2 separate regions of the Gossypium hirsutum genome follow, and region 1 is linked to region 2. The links are chromatin contacts, called in public Hi-C maps. All regions are on one chromosome and are shown on one strand. The core of a region is the stretch at or near the end of the contact, and the rest is flanking DNA. Distances in the headings are between cores, read along the strand shown.

Region 1 (6,190 bases), core at 2,042-4,541, 900 kb after region 2:
TTCTCAGATGAAGCAGAAAAGGGATATGTTGCCTGTGACAAGAAACTCAAAATATTAGTACTTCACATACCTGAAGGGAACCAAAGTGTAAGAAGAACCCCTTCGACTTAGAGAAGCTAACAAGTTAAGGCAATTACTTCATTCATTCTAATTTTAATGGCCAATAAAAATTGTAAAAAGCAAGTCTAACAACTTAAGTCGATGTCTCTGACCATAATCAAACAATTTTCTGTTTTATTTTTCCTCTTTTGTCTCTAATCTCATGCTTTTATGAAATACATGGTTTCTTAATGAACCTAGTAGCTAGAACATTCTTCAAATTTCCAAGATTAGGTAAACTTACTTCAGCCAAGTAATACATAGTTTTCTCTGAGCCATTCTCAGGTACAATCACGGGAGGAGCAGATTCTTTGCGCTGTTTCTCAGAAACCATCTACCAAGTTCGACACAAAGATATAAGTTCCCATAATTCAAAATAAAAGGCTACTTTACCCGAAACAAGGAAGCCAGGAAATAACCTCAGCTTCAATCTCATTAAGAATTGCAGCCACTCTTAAATGATAAGTCTTTTCCCCTTCAACCTATAAATGCATAGATCAAAATCTTGAATATCATCTATGAATTAAGATAAGCTTCAAGTTGGAGACTGTATACACTGAAGTAATGCACATCTATACCATAGCTACAAGCCTCTGTAAAGTTAATCTTTGCTGCTGTGCTTCAACAGCAGCCAATGCAGCAGAAGCTTCTTTACCCAGAACTGCCATATTTGCTTTCAGTTCCTGCATCTTTGCTTCAGCAGCATGCAACTTCGCAACATTTTCAGGAATTGGCGCTTCTCTTATTCTTGCTTGTCTTCTGGAAATATCTGCTGCCTGCTTGCTTATCATATTTAGTATCAGTTGTGTATTTCCGAAGACAATCTTAAGAAATTTAAACTGTTGTTTAATATATAGAAAATTACTAATGCAAGGGGTGCTGTTCTGTATGATTACTTACCAGTGCCTCAGCTTCCTGCCTCATTCGACTATAGCGTTGAGCAAGATGACGAGCATCTTCCAAAGGAGCACCAGCACTCATTGCTCTCAAGGGATCCAAAACCTTACGTATTTTGAAATAGAAGGGTCATGTTTCTAATCAGCACTAGTTATTCTCAATAAAATGTAACAAAAGCATGCAACAGGACAAAGGACATACAAATTCTTTGAATGCATACAAAAACATAGTCTGGTAACATTTAGCAAGGAATACAAGAAAGCATCATACTCATTTTGGATTGAATGTGTTTACAAGTACATAACTAAAAATTTATTTTATGATGTGATGAAAAGAGTCTTTCAAAACACAACATCCGATAAATGTCAACCTGTTGGGATAACAACTTAATCAAATCTTCTTGCTCCTTCTCTACATGTTTACAACCATCACCATAAATAGCTGCAGCTTTGGCAAGAACATTTTCGTTGATGTTTTCACTGTTTTCAGTTCCATATCGGCAGCATTCTTCAGAGAACTTGGTTCCTGATTATCATAAAGATTAAGAACCATAAAGATAAAGCTTTATCTTCACAATATATGTTATTTATTTCAATCGCACAAAATTCATGTCAGAACAACAAAATTAAAAAGGTATGAATTAATGCTGCACCTGTTTCAATATGCTTATACCCGATGGCTGTAAATGCTTCTGCAGCTTTAATAACTTCTTTTTGAAAATCCTGAAAGGAAGAGCGGTAAAATCGTTAAGCAAGCACTCCATGGGTATTAAACTTGCAGTAAATATAAAAGAAAATTAAGAGAAATTAGTTTTTATGAAAGTTAGGCAAATTGAGAAACTAAATATCAGAATATAGTACAGCCATTAGTAGCTCTCATAATAAATTTTGTTCCTCCAACCAGGCGCACTCGCAGAGTAACTGTTACCTTTGAAATTTTATTTAGTTAAAATGACACCAAAGGGATTTAACTGAAGTACTTAACTGTAACTCAAGTAGATAGGATGCACTAAAGTTACATACTGAAAATGGCTTCATTTGTGAAGATATGAATAACACGGATTCACAGAGAACAAAGCAATATGACAGGATTATCAAATTAAGTTTCACAAATTTATGATGGAAATGTTGTTTACCCTAGCTGAACGAGTGGACTTGTACAATTTGTCCAGTTGTTGATGCCTTTGCATCTCAATCTCGTCAATAACTACAACATCTGAGCTCTCATAACCAGTTCCACTGAATTGCTTTATTACGGCCTGCAAAAAAAATTCTTTTAACTCAATAGGAGAAGACATTGATCATCTCAAGAAAAATGCAACTAGCAAAACTAACATAAACATAAGAATTAAGGGTAACCTGTCAGGACTCAATTCAAACAAAATTAGCCCAGTTAGAATAAGATAGGATGATATTGTTTTCGAGTAAATGATCCTAACAAGGTAAACCAAATGAATGACATCCATGCCCATGTTTAAACCAAATGCAAAAACACTTGCAAAGATAAAAGCCAATCAATCAACACTTGGAAGCACTTGAGATCTTACTGATTACTCAACTTTCAGGTAAAGGATGAAGCTTTGCAATAACAAAAGCTTCTGGAAACTCTGCATCTACTCTTTTCCCTATGTTAGAAAATGTAGGGCAATCTAATGGTAGGTACAGTTTTTTGAGAATATAGCAGAAAACAAACTCAAAGGACATGGAACTAGCTAATTTACCTAAAAAAGAATGATTCGTCTTTGATGATTATAAATTACAATTTAACGTTTAGAATTAACTCCACAATTAAATATTTAATTCTTGAAACATATACATTAGGCCCCCAAACTTCTAGAAGTCAAAGTAATTAAACAAATCTAATTCTGTAATCCAAGACTAAATAAAATCTTTGCTTTCATTTTCCCAGATTTCCTCCATTATCCTGACAACCAAATCAACAGAACTCGGTTCTCATTAAACCCAGGAAAATAAATTAAAAGAGAGAGGAGTGAAGGGTTGTGATGAAATTGCCTGCTGTTGCTTGGCAACTTGTTCTCTGAGCTTGCTGGCTTGCCTTCTAAAAGCATCCATTGCTGCCTCTTCTAGTTCTACCTCCACTCAACACAACGAAACAGATTTACAGAAAGAAAAAAGTACTAGTTTCTTGAAATTTGGATTTTATTTTATCGATTGATCGACTTAGCAGATCTGGCAGCTGGCTGGCTACGTTTGAGTGACCAAAGCCTTCGATTACCTCACTGTCGTCTCGTAATTTTTGTTTTTTTCGGGTTGATGCAATAATTAATGGGCTTCTTAATTTAGGATAGCTCTGAGCCAACCTATATTTCTTTGTCGGCCTTCAGCTCAGCTAAATTTGCTGGACTGGACTTTTATCATTTCAGCCCACTAAATTTTAAATAATCATTCAAATATTTATCATTTCATTGCAATCAATTTCTTAAAAAATAATAATATAAACTTGTTAAAGAATATTTAATTGATATTTGAATTTTATTTTGTATTTACTTGTATTTCGTTACACGCATTGCTCTTAATTTGTTAACAACATTAATTTTTTAAGGATTAGCATGTACTTTGTCCCATGAATTTATCCAAAAATAATTAGTTGATACCTAAATGTTCAAAAATACCTAATTGATACTTGAACTTCTCTAAAAAATTATACTTTTTTAAATTAATTTATATTTTTTAAAATAATTATATATATTTTTTAATTTATATCTTCATGTGTCATACTAAGAAGTTATCACGTGTCACTATAGGATTAGCCATTAGCACCACATCAATACAAATTAACAATTTTAGTGTAAAGGTACCAATTTGGATGACAGGATATTAATTTAGATACCGATTAGGTACAAAAAAAAAGAAAATACCAACTAATTGCTTTTAAACAAGTTTAAGGACAAATTACTTATTAACTTTTAAAAAATTCAATTAAATCTTTAATTGGATGGAAATTGATTAATGTTGCTGAGGGTAAGAAAAAGTTGGTGGGAAAGACATTGGCTCATACAGTGGAGGGACGTCGTGCAGAGAACCTAGTTGCTTGGTTTCTTTTAGGTCCTAATGGAGGATGGTCAAGGGTTAGTTCCTTTAGTGTGAGCTTCGCTTGCTCTTACGAGGGTAATTATAGATGGACAGTAGTCTTGGGTTTGGACACCTGTTTGTAGATCTTAGGACATGGTGGACCCTTATTACATCTACGGTGTCTTTTTACAAGGCTGACAACATGATTTGATGTTATGCAAGTATAAGTTGTTGGAAAAATTCGATCTAAAGATCAAGTTTTTGCAAAATAGAATTTTTTTTTAAAAAAATCGAATTATTTATAACAATAATTTTTATCAAACTTAATACATGTGCTTTTGACTAAGTGGTTTAATTGTTTCTCAGCTTTCAACTAACATAAATTTTTTTGTTATTCTCAAACCCTCGATTTATTTAAAGAGTGAGCTCTAATCACATGAACTAATCACACACAATGAAAATTATTAATTTTCTTATGAGAAAATTTAATTCTCTAGAAACCAAACACAATTTCTCACGAAAAAAAAAATACTTTATAAATAAATTGCACTAAATTCTAACAGAGTAACTATGCTCAATAGTTGTCTATTTTGACCAAACCCATAGTCCTTACTTATAAGAAAAACTCACAAGATTTCTTGTTAAACAAGAGAGGTAACAAATCAATAATGTTTTAATAGAAAATACATATAGTCCCATTAAGATTATGCTATAGGCGGCATCCATTTCTGGGAACTAGGATTGTTCCCCGTTACATGTCTAATGAGCTTATTGGGCATGTCTTATGTACTAGATACAATTATACATGTTTTCTAATATTTAAACCAACTCATAGAAATCATCCAACTCGATAACCAATTTTTCATTCTTAAAATATTATTTACTTATTTATTTAACTAATTCAATTTCCTAAATTATTTTCTCAATCTAATTCTAATTTCATTACATTTATAACGACTTTATCGTACTAAAATCTATAAGTAAGAAACTATGATGTCCTATTTAATAAAACTGAGATGACTAATTAATTTAATTTTCATAATTCCAGTTATTTAATTATAATCAATTAAATAATAATTCGATGAAATTAATTTAATCTCTAAGTTATTTGTTGTACTTAATGAGAAAATACATTCGCTACAAATAATGATACATATGAACTATTTCACTACTTGTTGTTTTCATTCATTCAACATATTGGTTCAAATGCAATATGTAAGAGGTCGTGTTAAGCTAAAAGATGGACTGATTGGACATATATAATTAAGGCTCAAATAATTTGTAATTAAGTTTCGACTCTTCATCTATTAATTGCAACATTGTTTAGTGATGGAGTCAATCCATTAATAATACCATGACTAAACTCTCTCTTATTATATAACATTACGAAAGCAACTTATTTTTTACTTGTCCGATGATCTTGTCATATGTGTGTTACCTTTATAGGATCTCCCTAATCTCTTTGCATTAATTCCATTCACCCAACATGATCATATTTTATTTCATGGTAACCATTACATCTTTCTTCATGAAAAAGTCAATTACTAACACATAGTAATTAAATAATTTGTCCTAGACAAATGACTCATTGTCATGTTACTTTTCCATCAACCATGTAATTCCGATGAGAGAATACCAGTTACCCTTTCTTGGGCTATGAATAATGAAGTCATGCCCTGCAAAAGTCGTATACCCAACATACCAACTTTCGGCCCTATTACCAATTGAACTCAAGCTTTCAATACATCAAAATATACGAGTCACACACGCATGGTTAGTCACTTATCTCACTTACTCAGGATTGAGGAAAGTCACACCATGAACGTCACAAGTAAATAAATCCATAAACGGATCTAAGATAACTTCGACTTGGTCATGTCTGATATATTATCAATCTACACAATCACATTTATGTCTCTATCTTCTGTGAGTCATCCACTTCGATACATAAGACAAATCTCCCTAATTAGACTTGATAGACATCATAATAGTCCCTTGAATCAATTTGCTTAATTTTGATTCTTCATACTATGGACCTTTTAGATTACCTACTAATATAAGTTATTTTCTCACATTATGATTAAACCACATGATGCAACTTAATATTAATTAAAAGTTAGGTAACCAATGAACCAATATATGCTTATACATTTTGCTTTACA
Region 2 (6,423 bases), core at 2,462-4,961:
TTTTATACTTTTTAATGTATAAACACATATAATTAAAGAAAATATTTGGCTTTTACGATAAAAAACATCACATGGTACTTTGTGATGGGCTACAAGATTTTTTTTTTAACGGCTATAAAAAATGGACTAAAAATAATAAGGTATGTGTGTGCTTTAGGTAGCAATTTGGACAAAAAAAGTTTAGATACCAAAAAGAAGAAAAGGGTATATTTTAGAGGCCAAATTGTTAATTAAGTCTTTTTATTATTATTATGAATAAGTTAACACACTAAACACAAATAAGATTTTTTTTTAACTCTACAAAAAAATGGATTAAAAATATAGCAGAGATATACTTTAGGTACTAATTTGAGAAGTGAATGTAATTTAAGTACCACTTTTGGGCAAAAAAAAGTTTTTTTTGAGTACCAAAATAAGAAAAAAATATAATTTAAGAGCCAAATCGTGAAATAGACATTTTCTTTATTATGAATAAATTAATACCTAGATACAAATAAATAATAATTTAAATAAACTTTAAATCAATTGGAAAACCACATCCACATTTCATCCAATTAAATAAATTTTTAAATTTAAATCCAAATATTTGTTTTAAATCTAAATTCCTTTACTATTTAAATTAAATTTAAAAATAGTTGTACAAATCAAAATTAGTTAAATTATTTAACATATAAAATGAAATTAACTATCCATAATCTGAATTCATACTGAATATTCATCATCTAAGTTCATTCGAGAAAAATAAAATGAATTAAGATACAAAGTACCCTAATTAATATCTAAATGAACTACAGATAATAATTAAAATATACAAATCTAAAAAATTCAATTTACTTTAATAAATATCTAAATCCGCACTATCTAAAGTCATTATCACTTCATCTATGTTTGGAAACTTATAAATTATTTTAAATTTGGCAAGAACGATACGGTATTTATAAAAATAATATTAATGTCAATGTTACTTGTTACTGTGAAAATCTTTTTACATTACTTTTAGTTTATTTGAATAGAATAGAGCTGTAATAAAATAAAATTATGATAGAATAAAACTGTAATAACTAATTCAATTGTTTAGTTGAATGAGATAAAATAAAATTATAATTGTATTCTTGTGTTTGATTGAAGAAAATAGATTTATAATTGCATAAAGAAAAAAGCTAAAATTATCAAAATACTCTTAATAAAAATTATTTTAAGTATATGATTATTGTTATTAATTTTTTAATAAAATTATTATTAAATATAATTTAATAAAAAATAAAATAATTTAATCATATTTTAATATAATTATTATTCAATATGTAATATATATTTATATTATTCAATATGTAAAATGTATATTCATAGTACTTCAATAAAATGGTAAAATATTAAATAAATATAATAAATTTTAATTAATATATAAGTTTTTTTTACTTTTTCCTTCTTTAATTTATTCTCTTTCTCAAATGTTCATTATTTGGAGAAAGCTTTTTATTAAATTCCAGATTCTGACAACGATCATCGCTATCTCCACCGCCACTTTAGTTGTGACCAATCCAAAATAATTATATGATTCTCTTTTTCTTTTCTCTCTTAGTTTTGCTTTCCCAGAATTCATCACAAAAATTCAGATCTACCCAACTTATTTGTAGCTTTCATTACTATTTTTCTATTTTATTCACCACCAATCGAATACCCACCTACAATGACCCATGAATTAACTCAATCAAAGTTTCTCTTCAATTTACTGCAAATTTCTCTCTTGATGATGTGTTGAATGATTTTTGTTCTTACCAATTTTTTTCTTTTCCCTTTTGATTTTGGGTTAAAATGGAAATAAAAGAATAATATCTATTTTGAGTTGCTTAGAATAGCTATTCAGATGATGAAGTAAAAAGATGACTATTCAGGAACTTTGAGGAATAGTAGTCCTGTAATGAGCTATACTGCTGAATAGCATTCAGCCAACCAAACTAACGTCCTGTAGCACTTAGGATGGACATGGAACCGGTCGGCTATTACAGCCAACCAAACAAGCTGTTAATCTTTTAGCTCTTCGACGATAAAACCGGATAGCTTTGCGTAAAACCATGTGCAGCATCATTCATAATAGGATCACGTAATTGCATTAAATCAACATAACAACACAAAACGAGTATCTGATAGCCATTTGACGAAGCTCTTGCTTAGCATACAATGGATCATTTAGGCTATTCATACCATAAGATGCTGTAAGATATGCATACTTGCACACAACTACTCCCCACAGAAAACTAACATAATTACAGCCTTGGTAAGTACTAAAACATCCATCGCTACTGCTAGTCCCATTCAGATGTCGAAACCCGTTTTCTAGGCACATAACCTTCATCCTGATCCCCATCGTCCTCTTCTTCAAGGTTGTTAACACGTTCACATTCATCAATCCATTCACTGTATCTGAGAAGTCACAAGAATATAAGCAAGAGAGTGAGGTAAAGACTAAACTCCACACTGATAGGTGACGGAGCAAACACTAAAAATCACATTGATATGCACTTACATGTCTATTGGTTCAGTCAAAGCTGCAAATACATAAACAAAGAAACATGGATGAGTCAATAAAAAGGCAGCCAACTTAGCTTTCATCACAACTTGCAAAATATTTGAAGTTCTTTACCAGCCACAAGGTATTGGTATCATAAGTACCTGTTATAACAGTGCTAAAGCTTTCCTGGCATATTCTGCAAGAGGCTTCGCCAATCAAGTTCTTCATATCACTGGAACATATATTTTCTCGTAAATTCTTATGATACAAACGCCATTGACATAATACAACTTTTTCCTTTTATCTTTCATCAAAAACAAAAATGGATAACAATGTTTACCCATTGAAAGTTGAAAAAGAAGCATTGTCTCAAAATTATCTCAGTTATTAGGTCACAATATGGGCACAATTTCTCATAAAACAAGCATAAGAAGTTTGTACTTACAGGCGGCACTCAACACTGGTTCCATGGTTACAAAAGGGGCAGCTGAACACAGTGTCAAGCTTATCCATCCGCTTCTTAGGAGCAGGCTTTGCTCTTGATTTCCTCTTTCCCATACTTCAATTCCTTCAACATTTCAAATTACAAGTAAAATAAGCATAAAATTTCTGAAATTACAAAGTTTTTTTTTAAAAAGTTCTCAAAGAATACCAGATTCTTCAATTCAAACCCTAACTAATTATTTTAGACATTCTTCCTTCGGGAAAAAATATTTAGTTTAAGCGGTAAAACACAATATTTTTTCCCCTCAAATTTCTCAAAAAGCATTTAAATTCGTTCTTCGATTTTCTTTTCTTCTTAAGGTTATGCAATATTAGAAAAAAAAAGAATTAGGCAAATTTCAAAGGCTAATCAATCCGGCCGACAAAACATCCACCAGATTAATCTAAGCGAGAAGAAAAAGAATAAATTTTTATTTAGAAAAAAAATGATAACCAATATAACTCGAATCTCATCGATAAAGAATCAAGTAGAATAATTGAACTTACAAAAGGACGATCTCGATAATCGTAAGGAGCGAAAACCCTAACTTTTCGATGCGTTTCCAAGCAGAGGTAGTAGAAGAAAGAAGAGAGGGATTGAGATTTTCTAATTTATAGAGTTAAATGCACGGCTGTTTAAACGACACCGTTTTCTTGAAAACAGTTGTCCAGACCCTACAACCTATTTAGCTCAATGTCTACCCACGTGTCCATCTAGCTAACATGCGCCTGCCCTCAACGTTCAAAACTAAAAATTAAAGGAAAAAAAAGTAAAAACCCTTCTAAAATCCCTAAAACCCTCTGCTTTCATCATCAATGGCTTTCACTCATTCACTTTCCCGTCCATTTTCCATCCAATTCCCCTCTCATTCCCCCCAAAAGTTCACTTCTTTCCCCAAGCTACCCTTCCGCAACCCCAAGATTCCCTTCCTTATCCTCTCCCGTTCTTCTCCTAAGCCGGCTCCATCCACCGAACAGGAAGCCCTAAAATTCATAGCGGACTCCGATGGAACCACGCTCCCTTGTGTTCGAACCTACGAAAACGACCTCGCTCGCCTCACACTCGTTGGGGCCGTTAGCTTCGATCAGGCTTTGACGGCTGCTGCTGCTGATGGAGGCCGAGCCGCCACCGAGCACGTCGACTCCGGTATCCCCGCTATGGTTATTGAAACCGTTTTCCCAGGTCCAACCGCTAAAAGCGCCACCGTTTCTACACGATTGGTTCGTTCATTCCCGTCCTTTATCAAAATAGGAAATTAGCCGTTAAATATTTATCTAATTTTTTTGGGAACAGTTTTTGCCGGCTAGGAAAGTTAAAGAAAAAGCTCAAAAGCTGAAAAAGTCATTTTCTGAAGATATTTTTGCCGGAACATCAGCAAAAAACATACTGGCTATGACTTTTAGGCAAGTGGTTATGCAAAAGATTTGGAGTTTCGAACTGGTTTTGTTTCGACCTGGAACTGAAAGAGATATGGAAGATCTTGAAAATCCAAGAGAGGTTAGATAACCGCTGGTATTTCATTTTTGTGGATTCTGTTCAAGTTTGTTATCTGTATGTCGGATTTTTCCGTGTAATGCCATAATTAATGTTTTTTCTGCAGGTTCCACTTGATACTGATAGGTTCGGTTCTCTTGTTATGCATTTACTAACAGCAGGTTCCAGCCTCTTTCACTCTCCGGTCATCAGAAGAAAGGGTTATCTCTGTGCTCGGTGAAGTAGTTTGCATCTCAGCTTTACAAAGCACTGAAAAACATTTCCTGGAAAATTTATTGGGAAAAACTCCCTCAAGCTTCTTTCGCTGGTTTCGGAAATCAAAAGGGATTGTATCAAAAGATTCATCTGTTGTTTTACATAAAGTGTTTGAAGATGATATTGTTGAAAATGCCAGGAATCTTCTTGAAAGTTTTAATTCCAGTAAAGAGAGTTTCAATGCTATGGATCTGAGGCAGAAAAACTATTGGTGGACTCATCCTTTGCAGTCTAAGCTGGAAAAGAATGGTGGTCATGAGTTTAGTGCTTGGACAAGTGAGTATATACCTGCCTATCGGCTGGAAATAGATGCAAATACACTTAAGGATGTAAAGTTTGAAGGATGGAGAGAATCTAACGGGAGTAGGTGGCAAGTTCTTTTGACACACTCCCAAATGGTACTTTATTCTTTCCCTTTGGTGTTTCATCTTTTTCTTTATTTATTGTATTTAGCTTATTACTGTGCATTATTTCGCAGATACTATCCTTCTCTTTTGATGCTAGCTTATAAAAATTTGTAGGTTGGATTGGCTGATATATTAGATATGTACTATGAAGATGTTTACACACTGCCCAAGAAACAACTACACAGTGGCATGGTTGCCAATTACAACAGCTTGACCAAAGCAAAGGTATCAAAATGCATATTGATTGTTAAAATTTGAAGCTTTATTGTTGTTTGGTTTTATCATACTTTTGTTTGCGCATTGGCTGATCTCCGCATGTTAGATGTTTAGAAATTTTAAGATAGGAGGTGACTGTAAATAATTTGTAATTTAATAAATCAGTTAAGCAAATATTAAACAAGTTTTAATGCTTTTTATTGTGGAAGTATGTGTAAGATTATTGATAATGCTTGGAGAAGTGTTAAACCCAGTACTGGATAGACATATCAAGGATGTTTGAAACTATCTCTTGGAGAATATTCAATAGTAATTGTTAGAATTTCATGAACTCTTTGCTATATTTGACTAATTTGAAATTTTTTTGTTTTCTTCTCTTATTTTGTGGTCTTTTTCTTTTCAAGGTGTTTAGCCTTTTATGAACTTGAAGGATCTAGCTGATAAAAGTATTGGTATTTGAATTGAATCAAGTTCTTAGTCTTTGTCTAATTGTTTCAATTTCTTACAGAGGAACTCTTCTTTCTTGAAAGTAATATCTTCCATCATTGCAAGTGGAATTCTTCTCATTACCATCAGTAGTATCAGTCTATTTAGTTTTCCTTATCTAGGCAGAGGAGGGAAGTACCTTGGAAAATCTCGGTCTCCATCATCAATTATTGAGTCTACAACAATTCAATCTGTAGATGCTGAAAAGGTGGGAATACACTGGTTTCTTTGTGGCTTTGTACTAATTCAGTTTCAGTAATATCTGTGTATTTATTATTGTATCCATGCTCTGTTAATGCTAGTATTAGAATAGGCAAACTGGTTTTCCCTAGGAATTTTCTATGCTATTTGTCCTTGTGGTGTTGCATGTATTTTCTTTGCTGCCAAAGATTCATGTGATTTAGGAATTTGATATATAACTCTAGAGCACCATTTATAGACTGAAGAGGAATCTTGTTGAAGAAATATTAGCAACAAGAAGAAAAAGTATTTGTAGCTAAACAAACTTAACCATCAGAGGAGAAACTTGGAGGAAGAGTAACTGCCATAAAGAGAAAGTTTTAAGACAA

The links. A called contact is a pair of places that touch in the nucleus more often than the background predicts.
Region 1: a contact with region 2 is called in a Hi-C map of leaf, with 2.9 times the contacts expected there. The contact joins the promoter of LOC107961812 here to the promoter of LOC107963350 in region 2. A contact is called at or near these places in 2 of 34 Hi-C or Micro-C datasets (hypocotyl and leaf).

Annotation. Positions count from the first base shown.
Region 1 is chrA06:107,157,320-107,163,509 of Gossypium_hirsutum_v2.1, forward strand. LOC107961812 (SH3 domain-containing protein 3) reads right to left here and starts at 3,292. Exons shown (of 10, transcript XM_016897966.2): 1 at 3,009-3,292; 2 at 2,132-2,254; 3 at 1,649-1,718; 4 at 1,367-1,521; 5 at 1,000-1,101; 6 at 678-875; 7 at 519-581; 8 at 344-433; 9 at 1-32. The coding sequence starts at 3,068.
Region 2 is chrA06:106,254,504-106,260,926 of Gossypium_hirsutum_v2.1, forward strand. LOC107963350 reads left to right here and starts at 3,712. Exons shown (of 8, transcript XM_041115878.1): 1 at 3,712-4,216; 2 at 4,290-4,493; 3 at 4,649-5,143; 4 at 5,267-5,377; 5 at 5,877-6,062. The coding sequence starts at 3,812. LOC107962965 (transcription elongation factor 1 homolog) reads right to left here and starts at 3,646. Exons shown (of 5, transcript XM_016899550.2): 1 at 3,503-3,646; 2 at 2,958-3,080; 3 at 2,674-2,744; 4 at 2,528-2,549; 5 at 2,089-2,424. The coding sequence starts at 3,070. The coding sequence ends at 2,307.